Regions from separate parts of the Manis pentadactyla genome. Here region 2 is linked to region 1. The links are chromatin contacts, called in public Hi-C maps. All regions are on one chromosome and are shown on one strand. The core of a region is the stretch at or near the end of the contact, and the rest is flanking DNA. Distances in the headings are between cores, read along the strand shown.

Region 1 (3,845 bases), core at 989-3,488:
TCGATGATCTCATACATGGCCTCCAGCCTGACGGGGTAAGGGTAGCGCTCCTCTACCTGCAGCGTCTTCTTCAGGAGCACCATGCCGAACTTGCCCTTCTCCAGCTTCAGGAAGCTCATCAGCTTCGGGATGAGGCCGGGGTCCAGGGGCTGCTCCAGGACGCGGCCCTCGCTGGTGATCCTCCGCACCTTGCCGCCCTCCTCGCCGGCCTGGTGGAAGAGCACAATCTGCTGGATGTGCCTTTCCGCCAGCTCGCAGTACACATCGTCCTTCAGGAGACTCATCATGAGGCGGTAGTAGCCTTCTGCGGCGTGAGGGGCCGAGATGACCCACACCCTGTTCTTCCCTGCAAAGCTAGCAAGGATGTTGGGAGAGCTGGACCCCGAGGGGAAGCGCAACGTTCTGGACCGGGCCGAGGACCCCTCATCTCGGACCATCTCGCGGGGAGAGCTCCGGGCGGCTAGGCTCTGCTCGGGTCTCCCCTGCGCCGCGGCGCGGCCCCGCGGGGCTGCCGCGGCTGTCGCATGATGAGCCACCCTCAGCACCGGCACGCTTCTCCTCCTGTGGAGAGGCTGAAGGTTTGGTTCTTCCAGAGTGGTTCTCTCAGTTCCCTGAGACCTCCCCATGTGCCTCAGAAACCGAGCTGGCCTCCTGTTGACTGGAGAAACCAGAGGGGCTTTCCGCCCTCGGGGGTTCCCTCCATTCATGGCATGGGGGTGGGGTTCTGATCCACACACAAGCCACACTGCCAACAGCATGGCAAAACTGGGTCCCATTCTCCATGTCATTGTGCAATCCACTTTGGGAGGCAGCAGGGTCAAAAGACAGGAGCGGGTGGGGGTTAGGGGATGGAAAAAAAGAAAGAAAATCATTTAATTGCAAACAGAACTGGGCATTTTCTTTTCTCTATCTTGGCCAAGGGGTGGGGGAAGGGGTGGTTAAATAAGGAGGAGGAGGGTCAGGGAATGGAAAAGAGGATGAGATCCTGTTGCTTTTAAACCCCTGTAATTTGTCAGTGCTTAGCAGAGACAGTTACATTAAGCTGGAAACCCTACTCCGTCCTCCATTCAGCATGCTTGCACTGTTTCAATTGATTCTCTGATGCTCCAGAGAAAATGCACACTGAGTATATTAATTATGACAACATTTCCATTTCATTTCTTCAAATAAGCAACAAAAAAGCAAACACACCAAAGACAGAAAGGATTACACACTTACATTGTGGCTCATGGAGATGGAATGCAGAGGGCTTAAAAAGCAGTCTGAAGTTTGGTCCCAGGACAGATTCCTAGATGAAATACTTTTCCTCCCAACCCTCTTTCTTCTTCGCGAGGGAGGCTGAGTGCTACAAAGGGGCTATGCTGCCGTTCCAGCTCCCAGAGTCGCGCCACAGCCCCACAGCCTGTCCTGACCTGAGGGCTGAGCCGCTTTCTTCTTTTTCCTTCTGGCTGTGTCTTTTTTTACCTTCTTGACAAGTAGGATGAGGTGAAAGGAGCTGTCCTTTTAAGTCTTTGCATCTCCATTTGTCTGTAGTTGCAGCTCGGTCTTGTGTATCTGTGTGTGCCAGTCCCCTGTGCCGACAGACTCAGGACGCCCCTCAAAGCAGAGTCCCAGTTATTTCTGAATCTTGTTCTTTCTCTGTTTAGAGTTCCAGGATTCTTCTTATCACCCTTTTCCCCACACTGGCTTAGTCCCTTTGTTTCCGAGAGTGTAAAAGCACTGGAATTAATATGTTTTCCAGGCTGAGGGAAAACACAGGAATGTGATGTTGAAAAAGGACTTTTTTTTTCTTTCTCTATGCTTCTCTCCTCCCTTTATTTCTCACCACTTTTTCTCTCCTCTTTTCCTTCTCCTTCTTTTCCTTCTTCCTCTTGCCTGGATCCAGTCCCAGAAATGCCAGGATAACCTCAGTTTTGATCCAAACCAAACTCAAACAACAGCAGCCACTGGAAATCAAGGAAACTTCACTAAGAATTTAACAGATCAGCAAAACACCGCCTCCTTCCCATTTCAGCACATTGAGAGTGGACTAGGTAGGGAAGGAGAGGTCTGTTCTTTGGGGTGGGGGGAAGTTTTGAAACACTACACATCATCATAAATCACTTTAGAATAGAGTGACTGGGGATTTAACCCCTTCCATACTGAGCAACCAGGATGCTCTGCCTTCCCATCTGTACACACACTGCCCTTTGGAAAGGAAAAATTCTCAGATTGTCTGCACTGGCTTCATCGTTTTCCTAGAGACAGATTGCCTTTGCTCCAGGATGCCAGTCTGTGCTTACACAGACAGTATATATATTTATAGGTCTATGTGTATATTTTTATCTCTTTCTCCCTGCTTCATGCATTTAGTCTGTGGTTGGAAAAGCCCATGGAAAACATGACTGGGTTGTTTTCATTTTATGCTAATTGGGGATCATATTACTGTGTTCTTGTTCCTGGTTTTTCTCCTTGGCATGGAAGAAAGCTGGTAAAAGGTTAGAAATGCGGGCAATGGCTGCTGTGCCCCTGAGATTGCAGTCAGCCTTTGCATCAGAGAAAGGGCATTGTGCTCTCCAGTTGCGGCTTCCAGCTAGAGGTGGTAGGCTAAAAGCCTCCTGGGACAGCATGCTGTTGTGGGAGGATATGTGTGCAGTGTGGTATTTTGCCCTCCAGGGACTTCCGGTATCTGGAGGTTTTAGGCAATACTTAGAAATAACCATATCAGGTTCCAAAGAAGAGAATGAGGTAGCTGTGTGTGTCCACCTACTGGATCTGCCCTGGGGATTCAGTTTTCGGTGGAGAGGAAAGATGCCTCAGGTTGTAGAGATATTTCTTCCTGCCTCCCCAAGAGCACTCAGTCAGTATTAACTGTCAGAGACAGTGCTAAGCCAGGGTTCTCAGAAGGCTCCTGGCAAGCTAGGCCATGGTGATGGTTGTCCTTGCTGGGTGAAACTGGGTCCTCAGTTGCTACTGCTTGATCAACCCCATCTCTGACTGGTCACATTGGCCTTTCTTTCACATAAGCTCCCAACATTGACCTGAAAGCCTGTAGGGGCTTGAGTGTAGGGTTGCTCAGCTCACAGCTTGAAGACTAGGGAGTGCCAAGAGGGAAGGTCCTCCTGTGGAGCCCTCTCAGCCACTTCTAAGTCACCAGCACCAAATGTGGGCTTCAGACAGAGACCTCCATCCACCAGAGTCAGAGAAGACTTCCCCTTTCATAGGATTTGCCCATTAAGTTGATCAAATAAATACGTTGTGCTAAGTTGAACAACCCTAAATGCTCCTTCTTTTTTCGCATCATCATGTATTCTGCACTGTTCCTTACTGGGCCTTCTTCCTTCCCCCTTTTCTTTTCTTTTTTCTTCTCTCTACTAATAACAGCTATCACTTGGTAGGTATTTTTGTGTGAGGCTCTGGGCTTGGGACATTTATAGATTCCTTTCTCTAATCCTCACAGCATCACTATGAGATAGGTGGGATGAGCCCCATTTTACAGACAAAGGAACTGAGGTTTAGTAAGCTTAAAGAAGTCACTTACTGTCACACAAATGGTAATTGGTAACTCTGAAATTTGAACCCAGGTTTAGAATTGTCTATAAAGCATTATGTTATCTGTCTCCCCTTTCATTTTCTTCCCCCACCTTCTATTTTCTCTTCCTTCAGCTCCTTTTTATGTTTTTCATATTCATAGAAAAGTCTTTTTTATCTGATCAGCCACAGCACTTATACTTTTAAAGTCCTACTTTCTGGAATAATTGTAGTACTTTTTGCCTTTCTTGGAAGTCCTTAAAGTCTATTACCCTCTTTCTTCAATTTCCCATGGCTTCCACAAAATTCCCAATGATGTGCACATTTGTCACCTG
Region 2 (3,845 bases), core at 760-3,259, 170 kb after region 1:
GTCACTAGCTCTCTTCCTTTGTGAATTTACTTTGTATGATAAAATGAGTTTTTTAATATTAATGTAATAATAACAAAGCAGTATTATCAATAAAGATATGAATTCTTGCCCCATGTGGTTTGCTTCTTATTATTCTGAATTATTTCATGGTGAATTTATCAATGCCAAATCATTGCACTCAAGGTAATTTGCTTTCTTGTATCTTGACTCTAAACATTTTAATAACTTTATAATTATACAAGCCAGACTTCAGAGATTTGATACATGTAATAACTCCTAGTTGTGTTCAGAAATAGTTTTAAAATTCAACCCTTTAATCTATTAAAAGTAAAAAGTATTAACTATGTCATTATCTTGATTTTTTTCCCCTTTATTCAAAAGTCATAGTACAATTGAGATAAATGTCTCCTTTGCCTAACTGGCTTCACTGTTAAGTTGGGTCCTATACAGGTTTCTGTAAAATATTCTACAACCAGATCTCAACTGCTGGAGATTCAGATCACTTGATTTTTTTTCAAGTGAGTAAACAGTCCATTAAGGTTATAACCAAGCATCAGCTTCACTCTCTTTTCAGAGGTTTTATAAATAGCGGGGCTTTTTGGTAAAATGCACAGTGGCTAAATAATCAGGAAAATTGTGTACTTGAATGCCTACTTGATGCTTACAGACACGACTGGGTATGGCTCTACCGTGTATTGGTAGTACTGAACAAATTATGTCACCTCTCTAAGCCTCAGTTTCTACCTTTGTAAAATGGAGACATGGCTTCCATGCCTACTTCACAGGGCTGCTGTGTAGATCTAAGCAGGGAAAGTATGTGAGAGTTCTGCATAGAAAGTTACAGCAATATAATGTGTTTATTGTACGTGTGCTTGCCAGTAAGATTCTCATGTAGAAAACAGATTTTATGCAGGAAGATAAGCAATATTTTAAAGTCATCCATATAAGAAAAAAATACCTCTTCTTCTCCCAATTATCAAATCATAAAATTTTAAACCAACTACACTGTTTCCTTGCAGCTGCTTCCATCTACTAAAAGTGAAACCTGAAAACTCCCTCCCGCATCAACCCCTACCAACCCTCTAGTGAAACCAGGACACCCCCAGAAGAGCCCCAAGTCCTCTACAACTCCTACAGGAGCCTAGATGTAGAAGGCTGTACCTCTAATTCAGGAAGTGTCTTTTACAGCCTACTCGTCTGGGTGAGAAATACAGACGTACATCACAGATGCACTACCAAACTCAGTAGATTCCATTTAAAAAGCACCTAGTCACAGAGAGTGATAGAAAGCAAGAGACTTGCCTAATTTGTGATGGTAACAATACAGACCTAAATAGGTTGGGATTATTATTTAAATTCTGTTAAAGAGAAGAAGATAAAGAGAACCCAGACGACTTGGATTACTACTAGAAATTATTTAATTTATTCTTCCTCTCTCAAAAAAAGGAGGAGGGGGAAATAAGGAAGTGGGTGGAGAGGCAAATTAGAGAGATACATATACTGCACTAGAATACAAAGTAAAATAAAACGAAGAAGGAAATAAGGATAATAAGGGGAAATAAATATGGGAGACACTCCCCTCCCCCGTATTTATGATTGCAATTATCTTGCATTGCTCCTTAAGAAAGGCAAAGAGCACTTAGGAAAAGCTGAGATCAGGTTTCTCACTAGTCACTCTCCTGTCACTCTCCCAAAGAGAAGTCAAACTTACCAGCCACTAAGAAGACAGTCAAAAATCCTGACAGCCATAGGTCAGAAGTTCCCCAGGTACAGGGCATTTCTGTTTTCGGGTTTCTGCCCTTCACTCAGTACTTGCCCTGCACGCAGGTGTAACCGGCACTGCAGACATGGTGGAGCTGTCTCTAGTTGACTCCTCCGTGCTGACTTCCTTAGCCCATCAGCAGTAGGACACTCCTTTCCTCCTATCCCCTTCCTTCAACTCTATGTGTTTTAGCCTGATTAGCAACTTGGAGCAGAAGAAACTCGTCTCTAGAACTTGACACAGCAATAGATTTCCTGTTTGAAGCACTGAAGCAAAGACAGAGGAAGCAGATTGATTGAGTTATCTTTCAGCTCATTGGTCCTCATCTCACTTCTGCTGTACACAGATAAACTTTACAGTAAGGCATTGAACATGCCCAACATAAATGGATTTGTCTAAACATGAATTAAAAAGCAAAACAGGGTATTTATCTAATTTGAGCCCATCCCTTTAAATAACCTAGTCATGGTAACTTTAAGAAGCTTTCTCCAGGTTGAAAAGGTGTACAGCCTCAGTAATAAACTTTGGAATAAAATATTTTCCCTTGAAAATTTTTCTATGAAATTACTGTCTATAATGTCTACAACTCCAGAAGCATCTTAAGTGTATTTTTTTATTGTTACTGCAATTTATTAAAACTGAGTGACTTAAAACAACACAAATTTATCTTTAAGCCACAAAGTGGGTGGCTTAAAACAACACAAATTTATCTTTAAGTCACAAACTGATTGGCTTAAAACAATACAAATTTATCTTACAGTGCTTTAGGTCAGAAGTCCAGAATGGATCTTAGAAGGCTAAAACCAAGTGCCAGCAGGGCTGCGTTCTTTCCAGACACATGGAGAGAATCCATTTGTTGGCTTTTCCAGCTTCTAGAAGTTACTCACATTCCTTGGCTTGTGGCTGCATTATCCCCACCTCTGCTCAGTGGTCACAGCTCCTTCTCTTATTTTAACCCTCCTACCTCTCTCTCATAAAGACCCTTGTGAATATATTGGACCACACTTAATGTATAACTTAATCACAGTTATATAATTTAATCACATCTGCAAAGTCCCTTTTCCACTCTACGGTTACCTATTTACAAGTTTCAGAGGTAGGACATGGACAACTTGGGTGGCCATAACTCTATCACAAGTTGGCATTTATTTCCACTCACTTTCACCTTTGAAGAGTTAGGCAAATTACAAATAAATACCCATCTTTAGTTGTCACACATCTAGAATCCAGACTTCCAAAAAAACTCTGCCTGTTTTAATGTGGCTACTTTATATGCATATAGGTTATGTTTGGGAGGAAAGAAATCCTCTCTGTGCTAAGAACTTCTTACCCCAAGGCAAAACTCTCCAGGGAGGGGAAGGAAACATTGTAAACAGGAAAAAGATTAACATGCATTTTTTTAAGTTAGCAGTTCCATCTTTCCTTGGCCCAATGTTAAACTGCATATATATTTTTTTCCCCCTTCCCCTTTCTCAAGGGTTCTTTCCAGTGAACCAATTTGATTAAGAGAGTGAAATCAGGTGCTTGAGGTCACAGACTACTGGGAAGATATGAGCTATGTAACAACATGGATTATAACAAAAGCAACTTCTTTTATTAAGCTATCTAATATTTTACCAGGAGTCAGAAAATCAGTGATGAAATATCATTTAAAAGAAAACTTTCTGGTTTCCACCATATACAGCTTAAGTTACATAGTGGTTAAGACCATGGGTTTCTCTTCTGAGCAATTACTAGTCCAGTGACACCAGGCAAGTTTCTTAATCAACTCTGTAACTTGTTTTTTCCACTTAATATTATATTGACATGAGCATTTTCTCATGTCATGAAAAATTCTTGGGGATCCTTTAATGCCTATTCAATGACACAGCCAAAACTAAATCACAGAAGGACTAAAATGGCCTGGCTAAGGTCTCAAAGTAACTTTGTGATATAGTGGGAGTAAAACTCACATTTTATGTTTGCTAGCCCTGTGTCCCTTCCACTCAATGCCTTTGGCTTGAAATTTCAGGCAACAACTTTCATGGACACACTCCCACACTCTCATCTCAGGTCAGACCACAGTATACAATCAGCAGTTTAA

The links. A called contact is a pair of places that touch in the nucleus more often than the background predicts.
Region 2: a contact with region 1 is called in a Hi-C map of skin fibroblasts, with 8 times the contacts expected there. The contact joins the promoter of LOC118934243 here to the promoter of CCDC80 in region 1. A contact is called at or near these places in 3 of 3 Hi-C or Micro-C datasets (blood, fibroblasts and skin fibroblasts).

What each region holds. Positions count from the first base shown.
Region 1 is chr1:168,768,719-168,772,563 of mManPen7.hap1, forward strand. It overlaps CCDC80 (coiled-coil domain containing 80), which reads right to left and starts at 2,239. Exons shown (of 8, transcript XM_036929600.2): 1 at 1,219-2,239; 2 at 1-799. The coding sequence starts at 788.
Region 2 is chr1:168,935,010-168,938,854 of mManPen7.hap1, forward strand. LOC118934243 (cell surface glycoprotein CD200 receptor 1-like) reads right to left here and starts at 2,010. Exons shown (of 6, transcript XM_057502606.1): 1 at 1,712-2,010. The coding sequence starts at 1,778.